2 separate regions of the Pan troglodytes genome follow, and region 2 is linked to region 1. Evidence: chromatin contacts called from public HiChIP or PLAC-seq data. All regions are on one chromosome and are shown on one strand. The core of a region is the stretch at or near the end of the contact, and the rest is flanking DNA. Distances in the headings are between cores, read along the strand shown. Region 1 holds the start of PHF2 (PHD finger protein 2). Region 2 holds the start of CARD19 (caspase recruitment domain family member 19).

Region 1 (6,922 bases), core at 2,345-4,844:
GTAGGAAGGGGAATAAAACACATCCATGCTGCAGCGGCACTGTCATTGCAGCACCAGGGTGCAGGTGCATGGAGGCCCTGGAGCTTGTGAACCCACTCACGCTGCACCTGCACAATGCCAGTCTGACTGAGGTTACGGGTAGGGACATCTTGACACTGGCATAGCCTCCTAAGTGCTGAAGTGCAGCTGAGCCCTGGGCAACATGGAGGGTGTGGTGGGCAGGCATTGAGGCACCGGGCAGTTAGTAGTTGAGGCAGTTAGTAGTTGGCTAACTACTAAGCAGAGGAGGCCATTGAGTTTGGGGCCAAAGGCAATGAGGTGCGGGAGGCAGTAAGATGCTACCTGAATTTCCAAGGCCACCGTCCTCCTCTCTGGGGCCTTTCCCTCCTTACCACCAAGCAAGAGTGAGTTCGCTATGGTCCTTACCCTCTGTGAGCAGTCCTATCCTGGCCTTTGCCCCCAGCTCACCTTCTCAGGGGGGTGTCCCTCTAGCCAGTGCCCTTCTTTCTCCCCAATCATCTTGTATGCATTGATGTATGTATTGACTGTCTCCCTTTATTCCAATGTGAACTCCAACAGAGCTGAGACTCTGCTGAGTCCCCAGTGTCTACAACACTGCTCAGGACACAGTAGATGCTCAATAAATACCTCAGTAGAGGAGTGAGAGAGAAGGAGGGAAGGAGGGAGGAGTGGGGAGGTGCGTGTCCTGAAGGAGATGGAGAAAAGAAAGGGGAAGTCAGCTGGGCGCGGTGGCTCATGCCTGAAATCCCAGCACTTTGTGAGGTGGAGGTGGGTGGATCACCTGAGGTCAGGAGTTTGAGACCAGCCTGACCAACATGGAGAAACCCCTTCTCTACTAAAAATACAAAATTAGGCAGGTGTGGTGGCACATGCCTGTAATCCCAGCTACTCGGGAGGCTGAGGCAGGAGAATCACTTGAACCAGGGAGGCGGAGGTTGCAGTGAGCCGAGATCGTGCCACTGCACTCCAGCCTGGGCAACAAGAGTGAAACTCCATTTCAAAAAAAAAAAAAAAGAAAAAGAAAAAAACAAAAAGAAAGGGGAAGCCATAGGGAGAAGCCAAACAGAGGGAGCTTGTGGGCTTCTGATGACACTTGTTTTATCCCATAGATGGCAGGCAGCCATGGAAGGGCTTTGAACAAAAGGAATGTATCTGGTGGGCACAGGAGGTACAGGTGGGCACAGGAGACCATCTGAAGGGCAGGGCTGGGAGGTGGGTGGGGTGGACACCCCTGAACGACTAGCAGGGAGGCCGAGCTTCTCCAGACACATTCTGTGCGGTGGCTGTGGGGCAGGGAGCACAGGCCCAAGACTTGGAGACCAGCCGAGGGCTCCTCACTGGCTCCCAACCTCTGCCCTCTCACCAGGGAGCTGACATCCTCTGTCTGGCTGGATGTTTAATTGCTTAGCGCCTCAGTTTTCACTTCTGTGAAATGGCACTAATACCAATACCTAAAGGCACCAAAGGAGAGTCCTGAGTATGCAGTAATAGCCATCATGACCCAGGAATTTGCTAAGCGCTTACAAACATCTGGTTAGGTACTGGTAAAACCTCGTGAAGAACTGAGCCCAGGGCACTGTCCTGGTAAAAGCATTTGCTAAATGTTGGCTAACTACTGTCACTGTTTGTAAACAGGCTAATAGGAGTGTTAAGGGATGGGGGGATGCCCACATCAGGGCAGCTTCCCCTGCACCACAGCAGCCTCTAGAAGTTTCCAGCTTCATTTGGGCACTGCTCACCTGGCTACTTTAGTACTGCTGTAAGGGTGAGGGAGAGTGTATCTATCAAGGAAGTGGGCACAACTCACCTGAAACCCTCCTTTTGGGCTCTCAACCTTCAGGCTGAGCATTCTATCTATATAATAGTAGACAACGGCTTAAGAGTTACTTCTTTCCCAGAACTTCAGTATGTAAAAAAAGAAAAAAAAAATCCAGGCTTTCACCCAGGAGGAAGGGAACCAGTGACAACCGGAATTCAGGTAGGAAGGCCTATTGCAGGCCATCCTGGCCAGCCCAGAGGTGTGGGAGCTGGGGGTCTCCTGCTCTTTCCTCTCCCTCTATGGCCAGCTACTTCTCCCCCTGCCCCCTTCCCCAGTGCCCAGTGCTTTGGGCACTGCCCTGAGTCTGTATCCACGGGGTCACTTGTTGGGGGTGGGTGGCTGACTCTGAGGGTAGATTTTGGCTCAGTAGGAGGAAGGACCTTAATTGAGCCGCCTGCCGTGGAGCAAACGGCCCCTTGGCAGCTGCAGGTGGGCGGTGATGGTGAGGGGCCGAGGGGCTAAGGAGCCTTGTCATGGATGCTGCTAGGAGACTGGGCCAGGTTTCCTGTCCGGAGATTCTGGAATTCCGAGCAGGGGTGGCCCGCATTTCCCAGCACGATGCGGATTTTGCTGAGGGAGGATGGGGAGAGAAAGAGGGTGAGGGAGGAAGGGCGGGCAGGGATGTGGCCCCTGCCCAGCGCGGATGCCCCAAGGATGCAGCGCTGGCGGGGCAGGGAAGTCCTCCTCTAGAACGCGTGCAAGTGACCCCTCAGAGCGCACCTCCGCTTCTCCTCCCCACCGTGGGGGCTCAGTTCCCTGGACACGGGGGCCAGGGTTCCCATACTCCTCGCCCCTTAGGTCACGGGCCTGGGGGGCTCAAATGCCAGGGAGCTCTCTCTTGACAGAGCTGATCAGCCCGGCCCCTTAGGTCACGGGCCTGGGGGGCTCAAATGCCAGGGAGCTCTCTCTTGACAGAGCTGACCAGCCCGTGCCAGCGCACTCCCGGCCCGGGCTTCTGTCCCCTTCCTCTGGGGCTGAGCATCAGGGAAGTCCGCGGGATCCTGCGAGGGAGGCGGCAGTCCCCAGCCGAGAATGAGGGGAAAGGGGAAGTGGTGTCCCAACCAGAAACTCAGTGGGGAACGGAGGGAGGCAGCGCGGCCGAGGAGGAGGAACACCCCCACCGTGGTGGGGGTCAGAAGAAAGTTAGGGCCAAGTATTTGCTTGTCGGCCTTCTAGACTAGGAAGGCTCTCCTGCGGGCTCCACTCCCGCACCCCGCGTCTCTCCTTCTGCCTTGCCCGGGTTCCCCCAGCTCATCTTATCCCCGGGGCCCCGCCCACCTTCTCCCCGGGGTGCCACCCCACTTTCAGTCTCAAGGCTCCCCCAGCTCACCTTCGCGCCCGCGGACCCCTGGGTCTACCTTCAGCCTTGGGGGCCCTTCTCGGCCTATCTTCCACCTTCGAGATCCCCCCACCCGCCTTCTCTCCCGGCAGGGTCCCCCCCGGCCGTCTTCTTCCCCGGCAGGGTCCCCCAACCCACCTTCTCCCCCGCAGGGTTCCCCAGCCCGCCTTCCCGGCGGCGGGAGCGGCGGCCCAGGCCGGCGGGCGGAGGCGGCGCCACCCGGGGCGCTGACGTAGAGGCCGCTCGGCGGCCGGGGGTCCCTTCGGTGGGGCCGCGGCTCCCCGCCCGCCGCCCCCGCGCGTCCATTCCCTTTTGTGTCCCGCGCGCGGCCCGTCCCCCGCGCACACTAGCGCCCTGAGCCCCGCGGGCCGGCGGGCGGCTCCCGGCGCGGCCCCTCCAGCCAGCGCGCCCGGCATTGTGTGGACGCGCCTGGCCGGGAGCGCGCGCGGGGGGCTGTCGTGCGCCCCCGTCCCCGTCCCCTCCCGGCCGCGGCGCCGCCTGCGCCCCGCCGCCCCCGCCGCCCCCGCGCGGCCCGGCCCCCGGCCCGGCCCGGACCGACCCGGGCAGCGCAGCGGCGGGGCCGAGCGGCGGCGCGGCGCGGCAACATGGCGACGGTGCCCGTGTACTGCGTCTGCCGGCTCCCCTACGACGTTACCCGCTTCATGATCGAGTGCGACGCCTGCAAGGACTGGTTCCACGGCAGGTGAGCGCGCGGCGGCTGCTCGGCTCGGCCCGGCCCGGCCCGGCCACCTTGCCCGACCGAGCCCCGCGCCCCCGGCTGCGCGCCCGCAGGCCCGGCTCGGGGACGGGCCGCCGCCGCCGCCGCATTCCGGGCGCCCGGGTCGGGGCTGGGCCGTGCCGGGCCGCGCGCCCTTTTGTGCCCAGGGCGGGGGCGCCAAGCCCGGGGCCCGCGCTGGGCGCCCCTGGCCGCCGCGCACAAAGCGAGGCCCGCGGGCCGGGAGGTGGGCTCGGGGCTCGGGGCGCGGGGAAGTTGGGGCTCCAGGCCCGGGCCGGGCCGCCTGTCAGCTGGGTCGCGGCGGCCGCAGAGGCCGGGCATCCGGAGGGAGGCCGAGGCCCGGAGCCCCCGCCGCCTCCCCCCTGCGAAGTTGCAGGAACTTTCCCCGGGCGGGCTCGGGGCTGGCCGGGCCGGGAGAAGCGGGCGCGCAGCCCGGCGCGGGTCCCGGGAGAGGTGCGAGTGGCGGGCTCCGACTCCGGCAGGGCTGGGGAGACCGTGGGGGCTCCGGCGAGGTGGCAGCCGGCGCGCCCACCCTCCGCCGTGGCCGGCGAGCTCCCTCGGACCTTGTCCCCGAGGGCAGGACCCCTCCCGGACCCCCGCGGAGCAACTAGACCCGGCAGGCCTGAAGGTCCGCAGGCAGGAGTGCAGTGACAGAATAGTGTCTGTGAGTTGGGTAAGGGGGGTTTGTTGTGGCTTTGCCACCTCCTCCCTGGCCTTCAGCTTTCCCCGTTTCTCTCCTCTCCGTTCCCGGCAGGAACGCCGGTTTTGACATGATTTTATGCTCCCTAAGGAAGATGGGGAGGGGGGAAGGAGGTAACGCTTGGAGACACTGAAAACCCCCGCCCTCTTGGCCCTTGCCGATGGCCATGACCTGGCCCCATGCCTAGGGCAGGTCCCTTCCCACCAAGAAGTAAATGGAGGAGGAGGAAGAGGAGGTGATAGTGTTGCCCAAACTGCTCCAACAGGTTCTCTTGCATCTGACTTTGCCTGTGGGATGTGTTTGGACCCGGGGCTGGCCAGGGCTGTATGCCCTCTGGGGCTCCAGTCCCAAACCACCGGCAGCAAGCAGCCGGGGAAAAGAGAGGGGTGTGTGGTGGTGGGTGGTCCGGGATTCTCCTTCCAGAGAGGAGATCCTCCTGCAGGTTCTAAGCCTGGGTCTTCAAGACTGGTCAGTGGCGCTTAAGAGTGGGCTGTGGCCCCGAGTCCAGTCCTGCCAGTTTACATGTGGGGACCTGGGTGGCTGGGATGTGACAGGGCCTGCTATGTCTGTCAGCCCCAGTCCTGAGTCCTACCTCCCTGCTGTTAGAAGGGCCTGGGACTCTGTGGGGTGGGGATGCCCACGGAAATCTGGGCTGCCTTCCTGGGTATGCCCAGGGCTGTGGAAGCCTCTTAGAGCAAGGGAGACTGAGTGTGAACACCGGGCTCTGCCCAGAACAGGGCTGACATGCACACCCTCAACTGGCAGCCATTGAGAAGTTCATGGCCGGGCCAAAGTGAGTGAGAGCCTCTAAGGCTCCTCATGTCCAGGGATGCTGAGCAGCTGGCCCTGAAAAGCCCTGAAAGTGGTGGGGCCTCTGCCTTCTCCCCCATCTCCACCGGAGCCCTGACCTGGCGAGCACAGTCACTCCGCTACAGAACCTTCTGGGCACCTGTGTCAGCTCCTGGCTGCTGCCCACACTCGGGGCCCAGAGTAGGGAGAGTGAGAGAACGCGAGAAGACCTTTGTCTCGCTGCTTAGGGGACCCTCTGGGAAGGGAAGGCTAGTTCTGAACTAGACTTCGAGGCCAAGGGAAAAACTCCAGGAATGAGGGGCAGGCAGGCGACAGGGGCTGAGAGCTGGCCTGAGAGCTGGTTGGTGTCATTTGCTGTATTGGCCCATGCAAAAAATCCCCAAAAGGGGGATGTCTGGGGAGGCTCTAGCTCCTTTTTTTCTTATTTGAGGTCTCTGATTGAATCCAGTACAGGCAGTTGATCAGCACAGATTTATTCTCACCTATTTGGGGTGGCCGTGGGGTCTGAAAGGAGCTGTGCTTTCCCTCGGCCATGAAAGTCATTTTCTCCTGCATCTAACCAAGGGTCATCTGCCAAAGTGAACCCTACGGGGAGAAAGCCTCTGGGTGTGCCTGCTCCCCAATGGTTCTGGGCAGGTGTGTGATGGGGAGGACAGGCGTCAGGGGTTGGTGGGGTTGGTACAGCTCTCACAGCCCTGGGCAAATCCTTTGGTCTCTCAGCATCACTTTTCTTTTCTCATCAGTAAAATGAATGTGTGTGACCAGACCCCGGGGTTTCTCGACCTCCAGATAGTCTCGTATGGCCTCGGTGGTTCTTTCCTGATCTTCGTACCGCCTGTACTGTGATTTACTTCCTATTTAACATTTCAACTCTCTTTTTAAAAGTTTGAATACTTTTAAACTTTTTATTTTGAGGGGACTTTAGACTTACAAAAGAGTTCCAAAAATGGTACAGTTTCCCTGTATCCTTCTCTCCCTTTCCCTGCAGTGAACATCTTACCCAGCCATGGGACCAGTACCAGAATGAAGGAGTTAATGCTGGTGCCGGGCTGCTGACTAAACTACAGGCTTTATTCAAATGTATTTAACCAGTGTTCCCCACTTAATGTCGTTTTTCTGTTCTCGGATCCCACCTTGCATTTAATCCTCATGTCTCCTTACTCTCGAAAATATTGCTTTTAAAAGGAAACTTCGTATCATTCCCTGAAATAGAACATTACTGTAACTTACCATACACAGTAACTATAAAAATAAACACACAACTGTTAGAGTAAAACGCCTGTCTGTCCCACCTGTGGCCACATCACATTCCTCCAGCCAGCCCCGTTTTGGGGAGAATTGGAGAGAGGGTCTCTAAGTCATCAGCTACACTCGCGGTGGCTGCGTCTTTGCTCTTGGCAGCTTTGGCGGCAGCCGAGAACTTGTTTGGGATAGAGCTTTGGCCATTTGGGGCCAGAACTTGCTTCTAGGGTGTTTCCCTACTCAGGGACTCTGAGC
Region 2 (6,922 bases), core at 1,847-4,346, 480 kb before region 1:
GTGGGTGTGTGTGTGTGTCAGGGCTCTGGCTTCTGTGACGTTGACAAAGATTCTGTGCTTGACAAACTTTAGCCAGGGTCCTGAACTTTCTCCTTGGCCCATCTGTGAACTTCCTTGTAAAATCCAGTTTCAACAAAGAATCCTCCTAATGAGTTTGGCAAGAACTCCCCACCCTGGATACTTGATCACCCTTGATACCCAATCAGGGTCCTTACCCCCACCATCCCCTGGGTGAGGTCTCATAAGCCCAGGCTGTCTTTGCAAGAATTCTGTCAGCCGGAATCCCCTTCACCCTGATGTTTCCTCTTCCTAATTTTCCATCCTCAAAGCCCCCTCCTGTCCCAAGTGTCCTTGCTGTATTTGGAATTGAGCCCAGTTCTCTGCTGATGTCTCTCTTCCCCTATCACAAGAGTCCCGAATAAAAATCTGTTTCTACATCTGTAACCACAGTCCAGCTCTGTTTTTTCTTTGACAGTGTCCAAGGGCGGGGCTTCCTGTCACACCTCACTTCACTCCTTCTAAGGGGCCCCTCCACCTTCCCAAGAACTCACTTTCCATTTGGGGTCCAGGCAGCCACAGCTGGCAAGAGCTAGCCCGGAGGGAGGATGCATGTGCTATGCCTGGGGGAGGGGGAATGCCCAGGATCTGCCCTTTGACCATGCGGTGCCCGTGCCTGCTTGCAGCCCCCGTGGTGGGCATCCAGGCTGTACACCCCTGGCTGCACCAGCAGCTGTCCTGCTTTCTGCCGTGGCCTTCCATCTCATAGGGTTGGAGGGCACATCCCAGAGGGCACAGGGCTTTCAGTCCCTGCATGCAGGCTTGGGTTCCTTTAAGTAAATCCTTTTCAAACCCTCAGGTGGCTGAGGAACAGCGACCTGTACTTGGGAGGCCACATCTGGCTGCTAGACTTTGGGCAAGGGGCTTCATGCTCCAAACCTCAGTTTCCCTGTTCATCACATGGCCAGGGGCAGTCCTGAGGGTGCAGGAGTGGATGTGAAGGTGGGATGCTACCTTTCCTAAAAGGGGCTGGGGTCAAGGTTCCCTGAAGGTGGACAGTGCCTGGAGCCCCTGCAGTCCCCACTGTGTCCCCCTTCCACTCCGTCGCCACCCTTATGGCTCTGACATCACTCAGGGGCAGGAGTGTGTGCAAAATAAACCCAGAGAAGTAAGTACTAGACGTCATAACAGTGTGATGGATGCAGAAGAATTGGGGTCAGGCTGCATCCCACTGGGGCAAAAGAGGCCCTCTGGGGAAGCCCCCTCTGGGTCCTCCAGGGGAGCACCTGGAGCCCAGAGCCAGCCTGGACTCACCCAGGCACACAAGCAGATGAGAGGCCTGCAGGGACCCACAGGCTGGTCCACTACCCTCCTGGCCTGGGACGGCCCTGTACATGGGCCTGGGGCAGGCTGGGTCTGATGGCAGCCTGGCCTCCTGGGGAGCATGGACGGGGTTCACCTTCAGTGTTTGGGGACAGGGGTGGCTGCTGTATAGTGACCATGACTGGGCCCCAAGAATTTTGAGGTTTCCAGGTGACAACTGCACCCATTCTCCTGATGCCCCCTATGCCGGCCCTGATGGGAGGTCATGGCACAGGGGAGAACTGAGGCAAAGAGACAGATGGCGCATGGACTGCAAGGACCACTGTGCTGTCCGAGAAGGGGACACTGAGTTGGGCCCCCATTCCGGGTCAGGCTCTGGCATCTCAAATTAGAGCTGCTATGGGGGAACGGCCCACACAGGCAGGGAAGGAAAGAGGAAGGGAAACTGCTGCTGCTGGCTGGGAGAGTGCTGCTATTCCTTCCTTCACGGGTCTCCACTTCCTGGCTGGGGCCCAATGCATTCACATCATGTGGGGCTAGGAGCTTCTTGTGGCGGGCTCCGGAGCTGGAAAGGCCAGGCCTACGAGAGGGAAAGCAGGAGGGAAAGCGGGAGGGAAGTGGAGTTGGCCCAAGGTCACTCATTTCACAGTCCAGGAAACTGAGGCTCAGGCAGGTTAAGTGACCTCTCTAGTTCGGGTCACACTGTCAAGCTAGTGTCTTCTTTTGAAGGTGGGGGACTGGGGTCCCCCAAGAAGGTGTTCCCCCCCCCCACCCCGCCGAGCGAGGTCACACCGTTGAGTCCTTCTCCCCTGGATTTGGGAAAGCATCACTGGGCACTGCCTCCTTTGGCTGGTCCCTGTGGCGTACTGGACGCCCACCGGCCTTTTGCCCCAGGCCTGGCCCTGTACTCCCCAGGGCCTGACTTTCTGTATGACCTTGGATCAGTCACGTCCCCTCTCAGTTTCAGTTTTCTCATCCAAGGGGTGGGGCGCGAGGTCGGGAGCGGGGCGGTGGACTGAGCCGGCCGGCGGGCCACCTGGATCCCGACTCCGCCACTCAACGCGGCAGGGCCCGGAAGGGCGGGCCCAAGACGGGCGGGGCTCCGGGCAGGAGCGGGCGCCTCCAGGGAGGCGCGCGGCGGTCGTAGCTGAGGCCGCCTTGAGGGCGGGACTTGGACGCGGGCAGGGCTTGAGTGAGAGGCGGGGTTAAAGGCCGCTGCGACGGCGTTATAGACGCCGGCGGGACCGGGGCCCAGCGAGGGGAGGGACTCTGGGCCCCTCGCGGCGTCTTAACTGACGCTGGGAGGGGCGGGAGTCCGGTGGCGCCCGCCCACGCCCGCAGTGGCATGGTAGAGCAGGAAGGGGCGGGGCTCAGGGCCCCTGGAGGCGCGGAGGCCGACGACGTAGGGGGGCGGGGCTCGAGTAAGGGGCGGGGCCCAGGGCTCCCGGAGGCTCGGAAGCCGACGCCGGAGGAGGCAGGGCCCGAGTGAGGGGCGGGGCCCGGTGGGGAGTTCCTTGAGGCTCGGAAGCCGTCGTCGGAGGGGGCGGGGTTCAGGTGCAGGGCGGGGCTCAGAACTCCGGGAGGCGCGGAAGCCGACGCCGGAGGGGGCGGGGCTCGAGTGAGGGGCAAGGCTCCAGGATCCTCGCAGCGGCCTATCCCAGGACGGCAAGGGGGCGGGACTCGAGTGAGAGGGGCGGAGTTTAGAGCCCTGGGGGAGCCGTAGCGGGCGCGGAAGGGGCGGGGCCTAACGGTAGGGGGCGGGGCTCGTCAAAGGGCGGGGTTTAGAGTCCCCGAGGCTACACAGCCAAAGCCCGGGGGCTGGCCTAGCCAAAAGGGGCGGGCGAGCACGGCCCGCGGGCGGCGTTCGCTGGAGCTGGTGGACCGGGCGGCTGACCGAGGGGCGGACGCGCGGCGGGGCAGACCGCTGGGGACTGCGGGCGGCGCTGTGTCCGTCGCCATGACAGGTGGGCACGGGGTCGGCTGGGCGGCAGGGATGCGGGCGCCCTGGATGGGTGGCCCGGCCTGGGGGTCCGGCTGCCTTGCGAGTCGCCTGCAGGCCGCGCCTGGGCAGCGGGGGCCGAGTGACCTTGGCCCGTCAGCTGTCGGTGGTGCGCGAGTGCACCCCCGCGAAGTGGTGGGTGTCCCGGGGCTTCTACCCGGCGGGGCCGTGCCAGCCGAGGCGGTGCCGGGCATGATGGGTGGTGGCCAGGTGCGGCGCCCGAAGAGGGCGGGGGCTACAAGGCAGCTCCAGGGTGGGGCTGCACAGCCGCGGTCTGGGCTCAGCCACTGCCAATGTGTGTGTGTCCCGTGGTGGGGAATTTGGTCTGAAAGAGTAGGAGGTGGTAGAAATGACACCGGAGAGAATTCACAGCGGTCCTACTGTGATTCTGGCCACGGAAACAACGCTCCATCCTTGCAACCACCCCAACGAGGTCGCGGGACAGGCGATGCGTTCCTCGGCGGCATGTGATTCCTGTGGGACTCTTGGAGTCTCCCAGACTCCTTCGGTGGTCCACGACGCTCTTGCCCCTGTTTAGTTCTAAGGGAATCGGGGACAGCGACTGGACCCCCCAAGGTTGTTGTGCTCCACGCTAGTGGCCCCAGCCCAGCCTTCCTCCCCAGGGCCTCTCTGGTCTGGGGACCTGCCCACCATCCTCCTGATCCCAAACAGGGTGACTCTGCCCTGTGGACCTTCCCCTGTTGGAGAAGCCCCATGAGGGTGATGGGCTGGTAAAGGACCCCATGGCAGCCCGGCCAGGGAGTATGGGGGTTCCCAGAAGCTACACTTCATGCAGAATTGGCTCAGGGACTCAGGGTAGCCCCAGAAGTCCCTAGTCCTCTCTTGGTGCTCGCTCTCTTGAGTCTCAGCCTAGGTCCTGCCCACAAATAGGATCTCATGGGCTGGAAACTGATGAGTTCCAGGACACCAGGCCAGAAGAGACTTCCAGCCTAGGCCACAAGAGACCCCAGCTGCCACCTGCTCCCCTTTGTCCTCCCTTCTAACTCTTCTTATTTGTGGCTCTCATTTCTGAGCACTTACTGTGCATTGGACCCTGTGTTGGGTGATTCCTGTTTGAAAATGATCAGATGGGGACACCTGGAATATCTCGTCTGTGTACAGATGGGGAAACAAAGTCTTAAATTGTGCCCTGCCCAGGCTGGGATTCCGTAATTCCCTTAGTGAGTTCATCAGAATGCGTGGGACACAACTCAGAGCTGTGTTGGTCTCCAGGGAGCCCTGTCCCAGGGACTGGGTGTTGGCAGAGCCTGAGGCCTTGCTGTCCATTAAGGAGCCTTCCTGCACAAAGGGACTTTGTCCCTTGCTGCCTGTCAGGGAAGCTTCCTTGCATAAGGGGACCCTGGAGCTGGGAAACCACATCAGGCAGGGGTCCCTGAAGGCTCTGACTGTAGGCCTCACCTTGTCCAGTGTATGCTTCCTACCTGCTATGTCTACTCACTGGGCCTGGAGACATTCCCTCACAACCCTTAGTTTTTGGGATGGGGAACCAAGGCCCATGGAGCACAGCTCTGGGAGGGTCATATGGACAGCCCTGCGAGGCTGCAGACCCATAGTCCCAGGCTCACTGCCTCCGTGCACCAACTGGGGTCCTGCCTTGCGCCAGCCCTCGCTGTGAGCAGCGCATGTGAGCCAGTGCCTGCAGAACGCTGAGGAGGTGTCTGCGTGGGGCAGGTGCTTGACAAGTTACCCCCTGGGCTGTGCCGGGGAGTGAGCAGTTTTAGTTGGGCTGAGCACTGAGAGAAGGGGTTTCCTGGAAGAAATTCGGGAGAGGAGGTTGATGCCCAAGTGTCTGGACTCCAGTTGGTTGGGGATGACAGGAACTCAGGAAGGCCTTTTGCATGTAGGACAGCAAGGTGAACATGAATTAACCAGGTGGAAACCAAGGAACAGGTATTCTCAGCCTGGGCTGAGATGTCTTGTGGGCCTAGAGGGCCCGGTGAGAGTGGGTGGGGCCAGCTCCCACGGGGCCTTGAATGCCAGGCTGAGGGCATCAGTCTGGGCTGATAAGAAGGTTCATATTGGGGTGTTTGAATGGGGGTCCATAGTCCTGGTGCCAGCCTGGCAAGAAGGAAGGGGATGTAGGGCGTGGTGAAGGCTTGCCGGGTCTGTGCCAGAGCGAGCCATCTTCCTTTGTCCTGTAAAAACAGTTCGGGGACTTGTTTATCGGGAGCTGGCACTGAGATGGTTTCCCTTCTTGTGCCTTTTCTGGCTTCCAAGTGCTGCCTGTTTGTGTGCACAACTCGCAACCACAGGAAGCACAGGACCCCCAAGCCGCAGAGCCCGGCTTCAGCCTCCGGACCGTGCGGCCTGTGCCAGCTGACTCACGGCTCACGGTGACTCATGGCTCTGCAGCAGCGGAGGCTCCGCCTGGTTAGCGGCTTGCAGGGCAGGAGGAAGCCGCTACAGGATGCTGGCCACGGTCCACCTACAGCCCTTGCCCCTGGGTCTTGGACCATACATTGCAGAACTCTTTTTTTTTTTTTTTTTTTTTGAGACAGAGTCTCATTCTGTCACCCAGGCTGGAGTGCAGTGGTGCAATCTTGGCTCACTGCAACCTCTGCCTCCCGGGTTCAAGGAATTCTTCTGCCTTAGCCTCCTGAATAGCTGGCTCAGCCTTCTGAGTAGCTGGGAATACAGGCGTGTGCCAGCACGACCAGCTAATTTTTTTTGTATTTTTAGTAGAGATAGGGTTTCACCATATTGCCCAGGCTGGTCTTGAACTCCTGACCTCATGATCCATCTGCCTCGGCCTCCCAAAGTGCTGGGATTATAGGCGTGAGCCACCGCGTCTGGCCTGCAGAACTCTTTAGTGAGCACCTACTGGGTGCTCAGCCAAGTGGGCAATGCTGGAGAGGACAGCCTTGGGCGTGCTTTTGGACTGGCAGGGAGTAGACTGCTGTAGCTGATTACAGTGAATTTCCATGTTAATTAGAGGGGCAGAACGTCTGAATATCAAGAGGTGGTCCTCAACATGGCTGTGCCTGGGCCTGGATCTTGATCTGTTACTTCATATCTGGTTGCAGTCTTGGGCAGGTACCTTATCTTCTCACTGTGCCTTAGTTTCCCTACCTGAAAATGGGGCTGGTGGTTGTCCTTATGTTGCAGAGCTGTTGGAAGGATGAAGGTTGTAGGTGACGTAGGGCTCACAGAGTGCCAGACATATGGGATTGCTCTGTGAATTTTGGCTGATTCATCTTAGTTCTTTAACGAGAGGGCTGCAGGCGCTGGACCCAGACTGCCCAGCTGGGCCTGTCCATGTGGCCTTGGCAGGTCACTTGACGTCCCTGTGCTCAGCTTCCTCACCATGATGGGGCTGCTGGCAAGTCCGCATAGGCTGCTGTGGGACTCAGTGCAGGTGAGGGCTGAGCCAGCCTTTCCAGCCCCCAGCCATATGCCTCCCTGCGCGGCCCACGGTGAGTGGCTTCAGCCAGATGATGGAGTGGCTGATGGCCTCAATGTGGGCATCATCAGGGGCCCTGTGAACCAGGATGGCCCCCCTATTGTTCTCTGGAGGGCAGGTATCTCTGGGGTTAAGGATACATTTGTTTGTTTGTTTGGTGAATGCCAGCCCGCACCCCTACA

What was found. HiChIP or PLAC-seq counts read pairs in DNA pulled down with a chosen protein or histone mark.
Region 2: an H3K4me3 HiChIP or PLAC-seq map of stem cell-derived excitatory neurons shows a contact between it and region 1, with 4 times the contacts expected there. The contact joins the promoter of CARD19 here to the promoter of PHF2 in region 1. A contact is called at or near these places in 1 of 7 Hi-C or Micro-C datasets (stem cell-derived neural progenitor cells) and 1 of 1 datasets of contacts at active chromatin or transcription factors (stem cell-derived excitatory neurons).

What each region holds. Positions count from the first base shown.
Region 1 is chr11:44,852,177-44,859,098 of NHGRI_mPanTro3-v2.0_pri, reverse strand. PHF2 (PHD finger protein 2) reads left to right here and starts at 3,594. Exons shown (of 22, transcript XM_016961190.4): 1 at 3,594-3,882. The coding sequence starts at 3,785.
Region 2 is chr11:45,333,015-45,339,936 of NHGRI_mPanTro3-v2.0_pri, reverse strand. CARD19 (caspase recruitment domain family member 19) reads left to right here and starts at 3,096. Exons shown (of 4, transcript XM_054658259.2): 1 at 3,096-3,284. The coding sequence starts at 3,278. It overlaps LOC107976714 (a long non-coding RNA gene), which reads right to left and starts at 2,614. Exons shown (of 3, transcript XR_001720876.3): 1 at 2,256-2,614; 2 at 1-1,900.